Regions from separate parts of the Siniperca chuatsi genome. Here region 1 is linked to region 2. Evidence: chromatin contacts called from public Hi-C data. All regions are on one chromosome and are shown on one strand. The core of a region is the stretch at or near the end of the contact, and the rest is flanking DNA. Distances in the headings are between cores, read along the strand shown. Region 1 overlaps si:dkey-71h2.2 (low density lipoprotein receptor adapter protein 1). Region 2 holds the start of fndc4a (fibronectin type III domain-containing protein 4).

Region 1 (4,879 bases), core at 96-2,595, 44 kb before region 2:
ATGTTGTTGTTTCAAGCTGAAGGCTTATTTTGTGAATATGATCCATTGTGTGGTGCATTAAAAGGTTTTTTCTTCTACCAGTTGTCTTATAATGTGTGAAATCTGCATGCACCAGGATTTTTAAGAGACCTTTGTTCATGCACATATTCATCACACTCCATAGAAGTTGCTGTAAATCGAAGAGGAAGCTTGTGTGTCTTTGCCTATAAGATGCAATCTTAAATGTGTATTCACTCCAATGAGATGTCTTAATTTAGAGATTCACATTATTGTCACATGTATGCCATATTATAATGAACATGCTGTTTGATACATTCATATTTGTGAAAAACGTTGAAGCTGTTGATAAGGAGATGGGGTGCAAATTTCATAATTTCCATGTTCACCATCATTGTATAATTTTGTACACAGTTCAATGTTAAAATTACAGTCATTTGTTCTTGGGGGCAGCTAGTCAGACAGGCACTGTATGTGCACTGACCTATTTGCTCATTTTGCTTATGCTTACAGCTGAATGTTCTGGGAAATCTAACTGCATATTGTGGACAATGTATAACATTTCTTGTTGAAATGCATTTGTTAAACTCAGCACTTCTGGGTGTCTCTCTCTACTGCAATATACAATAAGAGAGAGGAGTCTGCTGAGTTCCAGGCATTGGCAGTGTTTGCAGACTTTGTATCTTCTGGCTACAGTCTTCATCTGACTGTTATTTAGATCTTTTGTGGAACCTTTATTTAAATTTTGTATAACATGCTCAGGGTGGGACTTTTAATTAGAACTGTGATAAGTTTAAAGAAAGAAAATCAAAACCAAAATCATTGGCAGCTTTTAAATAACTTTCATGCAAAGGCACAGTCACAGTCTTTTCTTGTTCTTTGTTTGTTCTTCTGCTTTATATTGTCTTTCAAAACCCTAAAGCATTGAATCCCTAAAAGACAAGACTGCTTTACCATCACCACAGTTACTGATTTAATTACTATTGATTGATAGTACTGCTACTGTAGAGTCTGTGGAGGCTAAAACAATACAAGTGCACAGAAATAAGTGAAATTCAGGTTGTGCAAAATATTAGGGAGAAAGTAGATACTATCTCAATAAGATGATAATTAAGTTTATATTGAGCAGTTACAGTACTTTGGTTACATCACACTTGTTTTCCAAACCTAAATAGGTCAAATAGGCCCTTTCAACTTCTTCTCTGCTCATTTTTCTACAATTAAGGCCCAAATACAAGTTGGAGCACGGGGGAGAGGGGGGAATACAGAGCTGGGTGTCCTGGGCATTGCAATGTGGGTCATGCAGCAGTGGTGCAAGCCAGCAAACAATCTGAGAGAGAAATCTGAAGGCTGGTGATTTCATGCTTGATGTTTGATCAAATAAATTACTTAATTTTTAGTGCCCTTTTTGAATTGGGGCTATCAGCTACAGATCCCTTTTTGTATACAAGTTACTGTAATGACAGCAGATTACATAGAGATCCACACACCACTGACTGCAGTCCAATGGCGTCTTCCTTCACTGGTGATGATGACATGCATGCAGAGATCCTGAGTATCTATGTCTAATTGAGATAGAATGATTTGAAGTGTTCTATTCAGAGAAAAATAACAACTTCGGCCCGTACAGCATATTTCTATATCAGGCATAATGAGAGTAAAAGCACCCAATCTTGTCCTTGTGCTGCTTATAATAAAGGTTGTATGTTCAATTATAGTGGCAAAGTGCATCAAGTGCATCACTCACTGTGGCTCATTTACACATCTATATAAAGCAACAAACATGACATGCACTGCTGGTTCAGGTAACGACCTCAGACAGACATACAGGGTCACTCAAGATCGATACCGCTTCTAATAGCCTGCATAAAAACCGACAAAACAAATCCATCGGTTTGTTGTTCATCGCTTCAGTGAATACATACAAGGTGTTGTGGAGGAGCAAAATGGCTTGGTGGACTTTGTCTGAATTGGTTTTAGATAACCATTGAAAATAACCTGTCATGGCTGTCCCTGGATTTGCAGACAGTTGGATTTCTTGAAAACCAGATATTAAATCCAGGAAAGATTCAGTGTGACTGTTGGGAATGAGGTCTAAAGTGCAATATAGTCACGGCGGAGATCATTTCTTAATCCAAGACTTTCCATTTGCCTCTGACAGTAAAAATTCAGATATTTCAACAGAAGCCGCAATATATTATGTAATCGTCAGGGAGGTTATTTCAGAAATGAACAGTTTTCTATATCTGATTTCCTGCAGACAAATAAGACAAAAGTCATACTTTTTAAGCTGGCATGTTGGCATAGCTCAAACCCAAAATTTGTAGGTTGTCCCTGTTCCTCCATTATCATAACACCTCTGAGCCTTACATGGAAAACCTTGAATCCACAAAGAAATATTATATCAACATTTGAATTGATTTTTGCATGTAACACATTGTGTTGTGAGAATATGAAGCACTGAAGAGCTCGCTCACAGCTTCAAGCATCTCTCATGGATGTCACTGGTGCTCATTTGTCTCCTGCTCCACCATTCCCAGCTGTGGGACTTAATCAGCATAATATTCATAACCACCTCTCTCATCCTGCTATGATTGGTTTGCTTATGCATATGCAAAAGGTTGAGTGCAAAAGCAAAGTTATGTCTCTTCTCTTCCAGAATCTCATACTGCACGGCAGATAAAACTCAGGATAAGGTCTTCGCATATGTCTCGCAGTGTCAGTTCAATGAGACGCTGGAGTGCCATGCATTTCTCTGCCAAAAGAAGAAGATTGTAAGTGTGCAACACTTGTGATTTTGTTGTATATACCTCCTATATATGTGTATTTATCTTGATATATATGATATATAGCTGTTGGACTTTAGCAGGTCATGAGGACAGTTTCTAAGGGGTTTCTTTGGGGACTGAGTACATACAGTATACTGAACTCCACTTCAGGCAGCAAGTAGCATAAATGTAGATGGTGTGTGGCTCCATCTTGTGGCAGGCCACCTCACAGTTTACTAGTCTGTACTGTTTACTGTTAATTCAGCCTACTTTGAGAAATCAATAAGAATAGAAATAGTTTAGTTCATTGAAGAAACTGTTAAAATGTTTACATTTAAAAATCTAATTGTCGCAGTAGTTAGTAGTAGCATAAATAATCAGACTACAGATGTTAAAGCAGAACCACCAAATTGAATCACAGCTATTCATATATGTTTTATATTTCATTACTGTGCTATTCTTCCCCCTTTCTCTTCAGGCTCAGGCTGTGACATTAACGGTAGCCCAGGCCTTTAAAGTAGCCCTCGATCTTTGGGAGATTGCTCAGGAAGGTGAGTTTACTGAACAAAGGGAAGGTGACATAGAGACAGTTTAGTGAAAGGTTTTCCTCTTAAACTATTTAGAAAAAGTACGAGTAAGGAAAGGCTGTAATCCATCCAATCTGTGGCAAATCTAACTGGGAATTCTTTGGGTTTTCAAGCCAAGTTGGGAGGACAGTTATTGAATATGTTTTAACAACCAAAGTAACAGAAGGAAAGTGCTTCACATGCTGAGCCACCATCCTGACCTTCACAATCTCCACTGCGCTATATGTGTGAGACACTACTGTACTTCCTGCATGTAAAATTGCCACTAAACTTGAATTTCTAACAGCCAAAGGTTCAAATACTGACACAATTCAAACGTAGATTTTTGAATATAGTTTATTTCAGGTTTAGTTTTGAGAAGGTTTTTTTTTCTGTCCGCAGACAAAAGCAAGAAGGCCAGGACTTGCTGTTCTTGTGCAGCAAGCAACGGGCAGACAGAAACAACAGACACTCGGTGTGTTCCAGCAGGTGAGTTCATTTGATTTTGTCTTCATCCACAGTGTGTCTGCAATGACAAGATGCATGATTTTATTAGTGAAAGGTTGCACAATTGAACTGAACACAGCAGAATGTCTTGCTGAAAATTACTACAAGACAAATGGGTTAATCTTTGTCTTCAGCCTAAAGTGAACAGTGACTTGCATTGTTACCAATTTAAGAAATAGCAATGCACAGTTAAATGAACCTTATGATTCTTTGGGTGATTTGAGGGAAACATTTGATATTTTGGGAAATACGCTTATCTGCTTTCTTGCAGAACTTTAGATAAGAAGATCAAAACCACTCTTATGTCTGTCTGTGAAATATAAAAGTAGAGCCAGAATAGCAGAGTCTGCAAACAGATAGCATGACTCTGTCAAAACTATCCTTCTACCAGCAGCTCTAAAGCTCACTAATTAACATGTTATATCTCGTTTGTTTAATCCATACAAAAAACAAACTGTAAAAACAGCACTTTGGGGCACATGACCCCCCTGTAAGCCCACAATGTGTCGGAAGAGAGCTGCTCGCGCCTCGTCCTCTTCAGTGAGTGAGAGACGGAGAGAGAGATGGAATGAATGAAAACTGATGGATATTAGTTTATGCAAGAGATTCATACAAGTTCACGCCAGAGGGGCGTATTATTCTTTCCTGAGAAATAAAAGTATTTAACATAAAAATGCTCTTGCAGTGTACTTATTATTTTGTTATTTTCATTCTTTAAAAGTCACAAGAATGCAGGACACAAAGTCTCTGTAACTCAGATTTTTATGTCCACTTGTCCACTTTATGTCCACTACAAACATCCACTTGGACTCAAGGATGAACTGATTACAACGTGGTTGTCAAAGGCCAAGGTCGCTATGACCTCACAAAACACGTTTTTGGCCATAACTCAGGAATTGATGCAGTAATTATGACAAACTTTCACACAGATGTTTAATGGGATACAATGAAAAAGTGATGATATTTTTTACCCAAAAGGTCAAAGGTCAACTTTACTGTGACATCATAATGTCCTGGAAAAACACTTTTTTTGACCCAGGA
Region 2 (5,182 bases), core at 820-3,319:
GAGACACTTCACTCCCTTTTTCTGCTTCGCTGTGTAGTTGAAATTTGTATGGACAACCAAAGAGGCTTACAATTACTTTAGACCTTCCTCCTGAAAGACGTCACTGTGAATGCCTTAGTCTCATAGCATGCATAGTGCTGGCACTAATGAATTCAACATTTATTTTCATTCACTTCAAACTCATTGCAATAGCCAAATTTATATTTATGAGTGTCATGTTTATTTGTTTAATAGTAGCGTTTCCTGCTCTTGACAGCCCCATGCAGAACTCCACTGAGATCAGGGATGCTCTTGCTTTTCACATGTCAGCGCAGAACATGACAAAAGCTCTGAATATTTGTATCAGGCACACAGTACACACACAGAAACAGTGAAGTGCCAATCAGATTCTCTCAATGCGCTATGACATGTAGGACTCAGTTCCTTTGAGAGGCGAGGGAGGAAGTGATAGAGGTAGACTGGTAGATAAAGAGACAGAGATACTGTAGATAGCAGATAGAGAAGATTTCTGTTACAGAAATAGGAACAATTCAGAAAAAGTAAGTCTGACGCTGAGCTTGCAATGGAAAGAATGCAAAAATAGCTATATTGGGTGTATATAAATGTTGTAAATGAGACCACATACAGTGTAAGCACAAGCATCTCCCTCATGATTGAGCTCATTGAAAGCAGTGTTAGCTCTGTAACTGGTGTTTCGGTGGGACATGATTTTAGAGAAGCGAATGCCCTTGTGTACTTTTGGCGCCCAATAAGAGCTTTTATGAGTTCACACTGTTCAGCAGTGCCGCAATTGAAGAATTAAATGGTCTATCTTTAGTCAAACACCATTGAGAGAGAGTGCCTTCCAAGTGAGCTGGCACAATGGGGGAAAAGGGCAGGTTTCTTGCTTTAAACGTGCTAATATTGGTTTTTTTTATTAAATGCATAGGTAGGGCAAACTGCCAAGGTTATTCTTAAGGTTATTATATAGCTATGAATTTAAATATAAAACACAAAGGATATTTTAGAATAGACACCATGTCTTGTTTTTGTACATGATTCAAAGAAAGTAAAGTCAGGTATAACAGCCCATCTTGTACTTCCTTGCATCTATTCTGTACTGGTTAAACAGATGCTACTGGATGAGCTGGCTATTATGATAAAAATACAGTAAGTGAGTATACATGAGCATAAAAAACTATTGGATTGTAATTGATGTGTGTGACTGAAAGGTGGAATTAAGTGCATCATCAGGCGCAGATTCAAATCCAACAAAAGCCTCGTTAGACTCCTAACAAACACAGTGACATGTTCACGTTTTGTAACAGGCTACTTTGTATGGCTAATGGCGCATTTTACAAGGCTATAAATGCACAATAGGCTAATTGGTTTGACTCCTCTGTTATAGAGGCTTATACTTACTTGCTCCTACCAAGAACATGCCGCTGCCAAAAAGCAACAGGACCACGGAGTTGACCAAAACAAGCAGACGAGCCATGTCTCGGTGGGTATCGTTGCTCTCCTCGGATTAAAACGCAGATCTCCTATGCTTGAAGGGCAACTAAATTACATCGGTTCATTTTTACAACATGTTGGAATTCCTTTCATGAATGAATGCCTCGGGCTCGAGCTGGTCAATAAATAGATAGATAGAATACAAATGATGTCTTAACAAATTATGTCTTCAGAAACATTTTTGTCGAGCCGAGGCGGATTCTTCATTTAGGGTTTAAATCCACAAGTCTTCCGTCCATGTTCTCATGCATGAATCTGGTGGCTGGAACTGTACACGTCCATCATCCCTGGGTTCGCACGAGAGCTCAGGTATGAACAGGTCGTAGGAAAGATGACGCTCACAGGCTCGTCGGTCCCCTCGCGGACTGAGAGGACGCCGTGGGGCGATTCAGCACCACGGACAGCGCCTAAGTTTATTTAGTCTGTCCTCGCGCTCCGCAGCTCACTGTTTACGTCTCAGACCTGAATGTTGTTTGTTCACGCACTTTAACGGTAGCCCTTCCGCCTCCCCCCCCCTTCTCCTCCCTCCCACTCAACCTCCGAGTAGCCTACAGGACCCTCAGGTTTCTGGCACTTAGCGTTTCAGCTCAAGTGCACGCGCAGCACACCATGATTAATCTCCCACGTGTCATCAGAGGAGGGAGCAGCATCCATACGCCTACCTGGGCTACAGCCGCCACTCACGCAGTAGCATGCTTCTCCTGCTGCTTTAATATTTCAGTAGCACTGCCAGAAGCTAATATTTACCGCAACAGGGTGAGGAGTGTTGATATTACAAGGTTGTTATGGTGTCTTGAATGACAGTGAAATTTGAGACATTCCCAGAGAGAGAATGTTTTCTATGACAATAGATGTTGTACATTGCTCTACTTCACCCATCATACACTGTGCAGCCCCCTAAAGACACACCATGTTATCAGGAAGATGAATGCCATTGATAAACTGAGTGCATTGCCTCATGGGACAAGCATTTCACGTCAGATTGCTTGTCTTTGCCAGCACATGCAGACTACTGCAGTCTTTATTCATGGCACAACAAAGAGGTCATCAAATGTGTGGGAGACTACTTATTATACAGCTTCTAATTATGACTCAGATACTGAGTGGATATGGAAACAAGGTCATACAAATTATAATTTAAAAAAAAACTACAATAAAGGAGCAAAATAACTCCTTAGATGTGTTATTGCCCCTTTCAAAACTTTATTTTTCAACTGCCCATTTCAACTTTATAAATTAACCACTCGAAAGCTTTTAGTGGTCAAGAAAAAAAATGTTTTCCCCACCTCTGAGGTGTTGCCATGGTTTCTATGTGCTCACCAGTCCTCTGTGAGCCAGAGCAGACAGAGAGAGGCTTTTGTTAAAAAAAAAAAAAATTATATATATGACGTTTAAGCCAGATATTAGATATTAGAGTTACCATGACAGCTGTCTATTTGTAGCTGACATTTCTGTGGCATTTATCTCAATAACAGCTTTTCAGTTTACCTCAACAAAGACACTGAAACATGGGGTTGTTGTGGTTAGCACTCACTGCACTGACTGTATCCGTTTGTGTTATGTTGTTTCCTTCATGTAAAGTCAGTATATTTGTCTCTAATGACTATTCTGTTTCTTTTCAACTTGTGTATCAAACTTTATTTTCTTCCAGTTATTTACTGAGCTCATCTGTAATACAAACGCAATTGAATTTTCTTGGTTTAAAAGTCTTCTTACAGTTTAGAGGTTTTCAGCTTGAGTTACACCATGGCTTGTTTCATTGTAAAAATAACCTGTCTCTTTTCAGTCCTGTAAGATGTTAGCCATTCTTGGATCCCACATTAAAGAGAAATACCACAAAGTGATGTAGCACTAGCCCAACAATCTTTAGCAGTAACATGAGCCAGAATGTAGGCAAAGTCTTGGCAGCATTACTTCCCTATTTTCATAATTTACTTTAATCACTAGATCACATGTGTGTCCAGTGAAAAAAGTATTAGAGGACATAAAGTAAGTTGCTGATTTGTTGGAATACAACATGATTGAAAATATTTTATATAAGTTCTATCAAGCGGCTCAGGCAAAACAACTCCCATCAGTATAGATTATATAGTATTTCACTGTGGAAAAAGGCAAAAAACAATCCAATAAGGAACAACAAGGCAGCAAGAGCTGCTTTAGTCTGTAGAATTAAGTGGGAATTAAAGGTTGAGTTATCACAGGGTTTAAGCTTGGAGTACCTCATAAGTCTTTGAAAAGGCCTATAAAAGTAACTGATGTGAGTGGAAAATATTTCATAATTGTTCAAAGTGGTAGATACATTGGGGAATAATTTATAGCAGCATTAAAAAGAGAATGAGACAAAAGCTTCAACCACACTGGAAAATGTGCTATAAGGAATTCAATGAACAGCTTACAATGAAACTGAAATGATCTATACAAGCAGCACTCAGGCTTATGGCTTTTAAATGTTGCATAGAAGCACTCAGCATGTTCTGCACTTCAATTCTGCTTCATTCTAATTTTGGACCTAGTTGTTTGTTTGTTTTTTACATAATTGCTCGACTGCACCAGTACCTCCTGTTGCTCAGCTGTTTACTGCATGAGGGAGAGTGTTCCTTCATTTTGTGTGTAACCTGGGTAAAACAGTGTCCTACCAAATTAATTCAAGCTCTGTGCAAAAGTACACAGTTCACCATGATGGATGGATTTTCACTCTCAGTGTGGGAGCGCCATTTGTGACTGATGATTTGTGTGATACTGAGCGTTACACTCCTGAGAACAGATACACCCCTACAGGTTTTGGAATATTGAAACAGAGAATTTCTTTATTAGACTGTCAACGAAATAGCGTGGTTCCATATGATTAAAAATCAGAGTTCAGAGCTGACGTATTGTCTCAGCGCACCAAAAGTTATTCTTGCTCCGTTTTTCTCTCAATTGACACGATGTCTTTCCATTCAGAGTCAGATGCTGACTTCCTGTGTTTACAGTACATTTTTACAGTACAAGGGCTTGGCCCTTTTTACCTCCCATTGTATACTTTAAGGAATGAGTCACCTTCACATTACTGGACTGTTGGATTAATCTCAAACACTTTGAATCACTGAATCAACATAATTTTATGCAGGTGTCATCTTAAAGAGCACGTTCTAATGAAATAATTAAGCAAGTAAAAGTGCAGAGGACCTTTTAAAAGGCAGAGAGTCACCTTCAAACCTCTTCCAGGTTTTGAACCCCATTTATCCCTATACTCCCCGGCTTTATGTCCCATTTTCTTCCGTAATGCTTAGTCATCATTTCATTTGAAATCTTTTGAGCAAGATCTCACAAGGACAGGGTTAAAATATACCAAAAATAACTTGACCTGGCAGGAGGAAAGACTCAAAATGTTAATTGCTTGGTGTTCAGTGTCCAGTTAAAGAACTATATGCCTTCTCATTACTTTATCTAAAGTAATGAGAAGGCAGAAAGATGGCAGGGATTTAATGAGTGACGTCAGATGGACTGTTTGTAGTTCATTTTGTACATTCTCCTGATGACCCTCAGGTACTTACAGTGTAAGATTGGAAACAGTGTGCTGGATGACACCTTTCAAAGTCCAAATAGTTTTCTGGCTCGGACATAAAGCAGTTAAGTAACAGTCACAAGAAAGTAAAATGGCATGACAGGATAAAAGCATTGTGTGTACCTCCCACAGTATATTGTA

The links. Hi-C and Micro-C count contacts between places; a contact is called where the count stands out from the background.
Region 1: a Hi-C map of skeletal muscle shows a contact between it and region 2, with 3 times the contacts expected there. The contact joins the enhancer-like site here to the promoter of fndc4a in region 2. A contact is called at or near these places in 2 of 3 Hi-C or Micro-C datasets (liver and skeletal muscle).

What each region holds. Positions count from the first base shown.
Region 1 is chrLG16:14,130,842-14,135,720 of ASM2008510v1, reverse strand. si:dkey-71h2.2 (low density lipoprotein receptor adapter protein 1) reads left to right here. Exons shown (of 9, transcript XM_044169614.1): 4 at 2,657-2,771; 5 at 3,244-3,316; 6 at 3,734-3,820. Among protein-coding and RNA genes, the nearest start is that of si:dkey-71h2.2, 30 kb to the left of the region's middle. Within about 2 kb of position 1,345, the one cell type or tissue checked has an H3K27ac peak away from gene starts, as active enhancers do. A contact at or near this core is called in liver, where this site is marked.
Region 2 is chrLG16:14,087,722-14,092,903 of ASM2008510v1, reverse strand. fndc4a (fibronectin type III domain-containing protein 4) reads right to left here and starts at 2,069. Exons shown (of 6, transcript XM_044169884.1): 1 at 1,402-2,069. The coding sequence starts at 1,477.